Linked DNA regions of Mus musculus: regions 1 and 2 are each linked to region 3. Evidence: chromatin contacts called from public HiCAR-type and promoter capture Hi-C data. All regions are on one chromosome and are shown on one strand. Each heading gives the region's core, a stretch centred on a gene start, on an enhancer-like site or on the middle of the called end of the contact. The rest is flanking DNA. Distances are from core to core; before and after follow the strand shown. Region 1 holds the start of Icos (inducible T cell co-stimulator). Region 2 holds the start of Abi2 (abl-interactor 2). Region 3 holds the start of Ino80dos (INO80 complex subunit D, opposite strand).

Region 1 (2,700 bases), core at 148-2,647, 2.1 Mb before region 3:
GAGACAGGGTCTCTCATGGAACCTGACACTCACCATTTTGCTTAGGCTGACTGACAAGTGAGCTCTGAGGATCCTCCTGTCTGCCCTCCTGTGGTGTTCTGTGGTTACAGGCATGCACAACCACACCCAGGTTTTGCAAGGTTGTTAAGGATTTGAACTCAGGTCCTTATGTTTGACAGCAAGTGCTTTTACCCACTGAGCCATTTCTCATCCTCTTTACCTTTAAATTATATATATCATATATATATATATATATATATATATATATATATATATATATATAATATATATACCACATATATATTATATTATATTATATTATATTATATTATATATAATATTATATATAATTAATTAAGATATATTTCATATAAAATTTAGGTGGCTGTAAATAAATTATTTGCATTATTGCCATTGCTACTGTCTTTTTTCTCTTTCTGCAGAGACAGAGATTTTTATCAGGCATCTTAGCTTTCTTGCTTCATTTGCACCATACATGCAGACAGACTCTCGAGTTTCTACAGATGACTGTAACTTAGAGAAAAGGGGTTAAGTCACTTTAAACCTGACCCTATCATTTATAAAATCATAATCTACAATGAACACCATATAAATATTATTTCTCATATTCCAGGAATATTCCTCTTTCAGATGTTTTAAAATGTCATTTTCTTAAAAACTTTCATTTATTTTCTGTCCTATTTCAAAGGCCTTACATCTCTGGAGTAAATAGCCCTGACAAATGTGTCAAAATATGCCTTATTCATAATTTGTGTTGGATCCTGCAGTCCCCAGTAGCTATTGATATAGAGATCTGAATGAATTGCTTCTGAAAATGATGGGCTTTGTGTTTCTAACCAGAAAGAGGGTCACATTTTCTTCCTGCCTTCATGATCAACAAAAATCTGTGAATTAAGCATCCACCCTACAAACGGTAATGCTTTCCACCCAGCAGTGATATGAATGGTCCATGAAGTCCCTAGAAGCACAAATGACACATAAATAGCTTTGAAAATGAAATCCATCCATCCATCCATCCATCCATCCATACATACATACATACATACATACATGCATCCATTCATCCTTCCATTCTCACATCCATCCATTCACTCATTCATACATGCATGCATCCATCTATCCATTCATCCATTCATCCATCCATCCATCCATCCATCCATTTATTCACACATCCATGTATTCATTCACACATTCATCCATCTAGTCATTCATTTACGCATCTATCCATTCATACATCACCGGGTACTTGCCATGCAGGAGGCGCTGTGATAGCTCTCCAAGTAGAAGTGGATGATAAATGTGACACCACATCAACCTCCACAAACCCACTTCCTCTCCAGAAAACTGAAAACAACTGAGATCACGACTTCACTGACACTTTTGAGCACTGGAGGAGAAGACTGCAACTGCTCCTGGCAGACATGAAGCCGTACTTCTGCCGTGTCTTTGTCTTCTGCTTCCTAATCAGACTTTTAACAGGTGAGTGGCCATCCATAGCTCTTATTGAGTTCTACTTCAAGAGAACATTAAGAAAAATCTGAAGTAGAAAAATTAAGTAAAAATGGAAAATGATTTTATTTTATTTTATTTTATTTTATTTTATTTTGTTTTTAACAAGCACAGACAGTTTCAGAGGCACTGAAGCTCACGGCTCAGGGCGTCATGCCCGGTCAGCGTGGATGTCAGTGCTTCTTTTGATACTGTGTTTTAACATGAAAAAGTACATTTCAACAGACCATTAAAATTTTAAATTACTTGTTCAAAGTTACCTGACAGTGTATAAAGTAGGAGAGTAGCTCACTCTTTTTAGAGAAAGATGAAAGGCAAGATTATTTGTGTCAAAAGAATAGAAATTGAATAGCCCTGGAAATCCTTCTATAGTAGAGAAAAAAGTGGATGACTTCCAAAAGGAAAATTTTGACTTTACTCTTACCTGGTTGGTCCTAAGTCTTAAATGTACAGTCTGCCATAGGGTTGGTGGTTTTTGTTTTGTTTTGTTGCTTTTTATTTTTGATTGTTTTGTTTTTCAAGACAGAGCCATACCAATCCTGGCTTATCTTATAAGGCTTTTAGACACTAGATATGAAGATCACCCCAAATGTAAAAAGGGGGAGAAAATGACTGACAGCATTCACTAGTCCCTCTAGACCTTAAACATTCTGGAATCTTTGACTCTTTTTCGTGGGTGACATTTATCAGACTCTACATGAGAAGTTTAAAGAGGGTCATGTGCAGTGTAAGTAATTACATACAGTCTTTTGCTGCTTCTTATTATATGCACTTACATACTGTTCTTGAAATTGGGATAAGTGAAGTGAAACATTAAGTGGTGGGAAATGCCTTTAATAGGAGAAGCAAAAGCAGAATGCTCAGTGGTATAAGTCCATCTGGAAATGCATTTTTTTCAGTGGTAGAAAGAAGGAGACATTACTTTTCTCTCCAAAAAGAAGTCAAACCTAAAATTGGATTTATTAAACATTTAGTATTGTGCTGTTTCAAAGGCACTCAAATGTTCTTAAGAAGGATGAAGAGCGAAGACCTTGTTGTATTTACCTGGAAGAAGTACTAAGAACAGCTCTGGGCCAGATGTGTTTTCTACTCTGCACGCTAGTTTTACAACCCCCCTGAAAAGCTTAGCAGCATACGTGAAACAAGAAAAACCATGGCAGGGAGATCCAC
Region 2 (2,700 bases), core at 146-2,645, 2.7 Mb before region 3:
AAGTGCATGTGTCTATACATAACTATCCCCCTCCACACACTTTAGGCTTCTCTTCTTTTTCCACACATAGTTAAACTCAGCTACAAACCCCAGCTCTCCCTTTTGTTTTTAACAAGCTTCTCACACTTAGAACATTCACACTAAGACAGGTGTTTAAAGTGCTGAACAATAGATCCAGGTGGACCACATCATCATTTAAAAATACTGTTTTAGGCTCTGCGGCAAAAGCTCACGCATATTGGTAATGTATTTATCATAAAGCCAACGTAACAACACAGGGTTTACTCCACAAATATGTGAGCGAGTGCATTTGATTTTTTTCTAGGAATGTATAATCGTTCCCTCATCATCTGAAATTTGATCACAGGAGGCCAAGTGACAGCAAGAGCAATAAAAGTTGAAACCACAAATCCTAAACTCTAAACCCCTCTAAGATGGTGGGTGCCCTTTGGGTTTCCACAGAACTAACAAAGATTGTGGTCTTGATATCACAGAAGGTGTCAGTTTTATTTATTTTTTTCAAGTTTCACGGTGTGGGCCAATCATATTTATGAAAAAAGATTAGATATCTGGATAACAAGACCAGGATGAACGTCCTTGAATTTGTAGTACTTAATCTGAAAAAAACGCACGTTTGTCATTGTTCGTTTAATCTTATTCATGCTACAACCATGTGAATAAATAAAATAGTACCAGCAAAACCACCATCGAAATTTTAAAAAAAGTGAAGTGAGGAGGAGGCCCAGGCTGGGCAACCACAGCATGTGGCTGTAATTCCAGTCAGCCCGGTCTATACAGGAGACCATGCCAAGAAGAAAGAGAGGACAGGACAGGGGACGGAAGGGAGTGAATGAATGAATGAATGAATGAACGAACGAATAGGTTTGGGACTAGGTAACTGCAATTTGTAAAGAAGCCGATGAGGTTCAAGGTGGTATTTAGAGCTGCCTGGAAGTTCAGTGGCTCTGCCTGTTCGGATGAGGTGTTATCTTTCACAGAGCTTGTGAAGACACTGTGTCCTCTCCCTAGGCGAGCTTCCTCAGGCAGATGACCTCCGCAGGGTTCCGGCCCCGGGTGAAGTGCAGAGGTGAAGATGGGGGGCGGCGGCGTGAAGCAGCAGGGAGCAGAGGTGCATTCCCGCCCGGCTAACAAAGGCTGCTGAGGACTCCCAGACCCAGGAAGGCCGCGCGGGGCCGAAGGGTTAACCCAGAGCCCCGCTCCCGCGCGCATCCCGGCCCCCGCCCTCCCGTCGCTAGGAGACGCCGGAAGTGGGGGAGGGGCGGCGCGGGTGGGAATCTTTTTCGGGCGCTGGGGGCGGGTGGAGGGGAGCGCGCGTGCGCGCGCCCGTCGCCGCGGTGACCGTCCTCGCGGCCCGTCGGCTCGCGCCCCGCCTCCATTCCCCTCCGCCCCCTCCCTCGTCGCGCGCCGTAGGGTGTGTGTGGGGGGGTAGCCGCTCGCTCCTCCCGATTCCCGCCGCGTCCGCCGCTGCTCCTCCTCTCCCGGGCGTCGCGGCCGCTGCCTCTGCGGGCTGTATGAGGAGGAGTAGGAGGAGGAGGAGGAGGAAGAGAAGGATGTGAAGATGGCGGAGCTGCAGATGCTGCTGGAAGAGGAAATCCCGGGGGGCCGCCGGGCTCTCTTCGACAGCTACACGAATCTGGAGCGGGTGGCCGACTACTGCGAGAATAACTACATCCAGGTGCGATGCGACGCGGCCCCTCGCGCGGCTCGGCGCGGCAGGACGCGGGCTGTGAGGGGCGCGCGGGGCGATGGCGAGCGGGGGAGGCCGCGCGGTGCTCGGTCCAGGGAGCCGCGCCGGGGTAGGGACAGGGCGAGGGCGGCGGCTGCAGGGAGCGAGGGTCGCCACCAGGCCCCAGCAGCCCCGTGCGAGTGACCGGTGCGGTGCCGTGCGGTGCGTGGCGTCCCGCCCCCTCGCCTCTGCCCCGTCGCCCCCGCAGTCCTCTCCTGTCAGTGTTCCGGATGGCGGGGGAGGTGGCGAGTGGCGTTTTCTGTCTAACGGGATCTTGCTCGATGGCAGGCTTGTGTGACAGAGGGATAGGTTACCCCCTGCCCAAATTCCGAGGGACCCCCTTTTTATTAAGGGGTCCTTTTTCTGCAAAGTGAAATGCCTCACTTCTCCATTCCTGCGAATGTACCCTGAAGACAAAACAAAAATTCTTAACCCTTAAGTTTAAACATTTTTAAAATGTAAAAGGGGCATGGTGGAACGGCTGTCTCTTATTGCAAGTTAATACCATTTTTTTTTTCTCCTCCCTGTGGAGAATGGGAAACTGATAATGAGCTGCCTTTCCTTCTCAGGTCTCGTTAGAATAGGTAATTTTCCTTTGGGGAAAAAAGAACTATGACTATTTTCACAAAGAATTAGGGAAACGAACCACATGGTTTAGTTTTTTTCCCATGATGATTGGTTTGGCCCAGGGACTTCAGTGTATGTGTGTGTAGGAAGGTGAGAAGTGTGTGTGGGGCGGGGCATTGGTGAGATGAGAACCAGCTGGTCATGGGATAAATGTAAAAATTTTGTGAAGCAACACTTTAAAAATTAACTCATGGTATGCAAATCCAGTATCTCTTGTTTTCCGTAGGGCTTATACTGAATTACAGGTTGTGTCTACATTTTTTTTACTCCCGTTTAAATTCTTTGGATAAAATGGAATGGAAGCGTGATGCTTAAACTGTTAGCTG
Region 3 (2,700 bases), core at 107-2,606:
TCTCCCTGACAGTTTGCTCTCTGCTCTCTTCTTAACTACCTTCCTGCCGGAGCTGTCCAGAGAGGGAGACTGAGGACCCAAAGGAGTCCGGGAGAGAAGGTGGGGGTAGTAATAAAGACACAAGTAGCACCCCCACAGCTCCTTGGTGGGGTGCTGGGTTTTTTAAAAAGGGGGGAGGAGGGGAGGCCGATGGACCCTGACTTTGCAATAGAAACAGCACCTGAATCTACCTCCTCCCTTCCCCACCCCCGAAAGCCCAGTCACTAACTAATAAAGCTAAGAAAAACCCCTTGAAAACTTTTCCAAACCGGAAGAGACGGCTTCTCCCCGGGCCCTGGAGCTCTTGGGGAATGGGCTGGAGTTGGCAGCCCCGTCGGGGATCGCGGGGAGCGGGGTGGGGCGCGGCGCGGGCGAGGGGTGCAGGGGCGGAGTACCTTGAACGGACAGGAACTGGCAAAGAGTTTCGAGCCAGCCGAGTGCTCGCCCCCCGAAGCCCTCGGGGGTCCCGGGCGCTAGGACCGGGGCTCCCCGGAGAGAAGGCGGCCTCCAATTCGGGCCTAAAAGGAAACTTTCCGGGCCGCGGCTGCACCTGACTCCTCGCCGCCCCTCCACCCCACGCCCGCCAGGCCGCCCGCCCCGCCCCGGCCAGGCCGCCCAGAGCGCCGTGGAGCGGGGGGGATAAACAAACCCAACAGTTACCGGAATCCGGGGGGCCCCGTCTGCGCGATGCCCGGGGACGGGGTGCTGCCGCACGGTCCCCACTCCGAGGCCCCGTCGCCCCGGTCCCCGCCGCCCAGCCCTCCGTCCCGCGGGAGAGCTTGGGGCCGGCGCAGGATGCAGCCCGCCCGCCCGCCCCGAGGCCCCGGGGGACCCCAGGGGCGCGGGAGGCCTGTGGCGCGGGGGCAGGGCGCGGCCGCCGCGGGGCCCGAGGCCTAGGGCGCCCCCCCTTCCGCAGCACTCCTGGGGCCCGGCCCGCGCAGGCCGCGCCGCTCGCCGCGCTCAGGCCGCCGCCGGAACCCCCGCCGACGCTGCCCGCGGGCGTCCCCGAGGCCCCCGGTGCCCCATCCCCCGCCACCCCAGCGCCGGCCCCACTCACCCTTTCATTCTCCGCCCGCGGCCTGGCGTGGGCCGGCGAATCCCCGGCCTCACGTAAGCGCGCTCGCCGCCCGCCCTGCCTACGCGGCCCAGCCCGCCGCCCTACGGGAGCCCGGGGATGTGGGCCGGGCCTGGGGCCGCCTCTGCTTACCTTTCAGCTGCTTTTTTTTTTTTTTTTTTTTTTAATTTTTTTTTCCTCCTTCCTCCCCCTCAACCCCCCCTCCCTCGCCTAGGCTGACAGATCAGAGAGGCGCTGGCAGTGGACTTAGGGAGCTCGGCTGCTACTGCTCCCTCCCTGGGCTTCGGCAAGAGTCTTTCCCTGTCTAACACGAGGGGTGAGGATCATATTTTTATTTTGGAAACTAAAAAGTGCTCCCAGGGTCGGTGATCATTAAGGGGAAATCCCTGAATATACTCTCCAGCCAAGAAGGCAGGGCTGCCCGCCTGCACTAGAAGAGGCAGCAGCCTCCTACAGCACCACTACAGGCACCGCGAGGACATAACACCACAGAGCAGTTCCTCTGCCCTCCGAAACGACAACTTTCCTACCATCTTGGAGGCAGAGGAGAGAGGGGCCAAGGGGAGAAGTGCACCGGCTCCAGCCAGATAAAGTCCAAATTTCTACCTCTCATCGCTGGAAAAAAGCCCATACTTGAGAAAAAGCAGGGAAGAAACAGAAAGGAGGTCGTGTGCTCCGTGGTGGGGAATGTTTCTGCACCTTCTGATGGAAAGAAATCTTTACAAGACACAGGTTTTACGATATTATTGTTTTCCATGTTAACTTTTTCCATAAGGGTGACAGTGGCAGCTTACTTTTTTTTTTCTATTTTTTTTTCTTTTTTTCAGGCTAATAATGATTTTTCTCTATGGCAGGTCCAAGTTCTGTATCTGGTGGCCAGTCTGTAAATTGGCACTTGAGAGACTTAGAGGTCACGGTATTGTCTTTATTTAATGCTCGTTTATGTTGTATGTATTCGTACTTATGGTTTCATGTATTAGAGGTAAGATTTTGTGGTTTTGGTATCTGAGGAACTGAGGCTGCTGAGAGTCAATTGTAAAGAGATGGCTTTTGTCTTCTCTCAGAGCAATGTAAGTAAAACCTATTGACTGCCCAGAAAGGCATAATACAGCTGTTTATTTTTCACGGTGCAAATAGAAGTAGTGTGTATTTAAACTCTCAGGACAGCTGAGCAAGCCAGTTCATCTATCAGCCCAAGAAGAAAGATGACTCCTATAAACCTAGCAACAGATTGAAAGATGCCTTGGATTTTCTTCAAGTAAAATTATTTATTAAGAATTATATCTAGAATTCCATTTCTGTTATTTTCTTTTAGTTTGCATAGATTGATGAATGTCTAGGCCTTTGGTACATTGCATACTTTGCTGCCTGCTTCTTGGAACACAGAATTGAGGGGTAGGCTTCTCTTCCCTAGTGTTGGAATGTTCAGAACTTCCGGTGTAGTGTCAGCCTGTTGAGCGACTTTGTACATTGCAAAGATGTAATAGGTTTACTTTTTTTAAGTGATTTTTTGTTTTATGTACATTGGTGTTTTGCCTGCGTGTATGGCTGTGTGAGGGTTTTAGATGCCCAAGAACTGGACTTAC

What was found. HiCAR-type assays count read pairs that join an accessible place to other places. Capture Hi-C pulls out chosen DNA fragments and counts their contacts.
Region 1: a promoter capture Hi-C map of adipose tissue shows a contact between it and region 3, with 4 times the contacts expected there. The contact joins the promoter of Icos here to the promoter of Ino80dos in region 3. A contact is called at or near these places in 4 of 39 promoter capture datasets (cranial neural crest, hippocampal neurons, liver and 1 more), 1 of 484 Hi-C or Micro-C datasets (CD4 T cells) and 1 of 9 other capture datasets (adipose tissue).
Region 2: a contact with region 3 is called in a HiCAR-type map of astrocytes, with 7 times the contacts expected there. The contact joins the promoter of Abi2 here to the promoter of Ino80dos in region 3. A contact is called at or near these places in 2 of 39 promoter capture datasets (hippocampal neurons and stem cell-derived epiblast-like cells), 3 of 115 datasets of contacts at active chromatin or transcription factors (astrocytes, cardiomyocytes and embryonic stem cells) and 2 of 9 other capture datasets (adipose tissue and liver).

The regions. Positions count from the first base shown.
Region 1 is chr1:60,976,517-60,979,216 of GRCm38.p6, forward strand. Icos (inducible T cell co-stimulator) reads left to right here and starts at 1,398. Exons shown (of 5, transcript NM_017480.2): 1 at 1,398-1,500. The coding sequence starts at 1,443.
Region 2 is chr1:60,408,224-60,410,923 of GRCm38.p6, forward strand. Abi2 (abl-interactor 2) reads left to right here and starts at 1,396. Exons shown (of 12, transcript NM_001198570.1): 1 at 1,396-1,696. The coding sequence starts at 1,580.
Region 3 is chr1:63,113,115-63,115,814 of GRCm38.p6, forward strand. It overlaps Ino80dos (INO80 complex subunit D, opposite strand), which reads left to right and starts at 1,357. Exons shown (of 4, transcript NR_045915.1): 1 at 1,357-1,430. Ino80d (INO80 complex subunit D) reads right to left here and starts at 1,153. Exons shown (of 12, transcript NM_001114609.1): 1 at 1,097-1,153.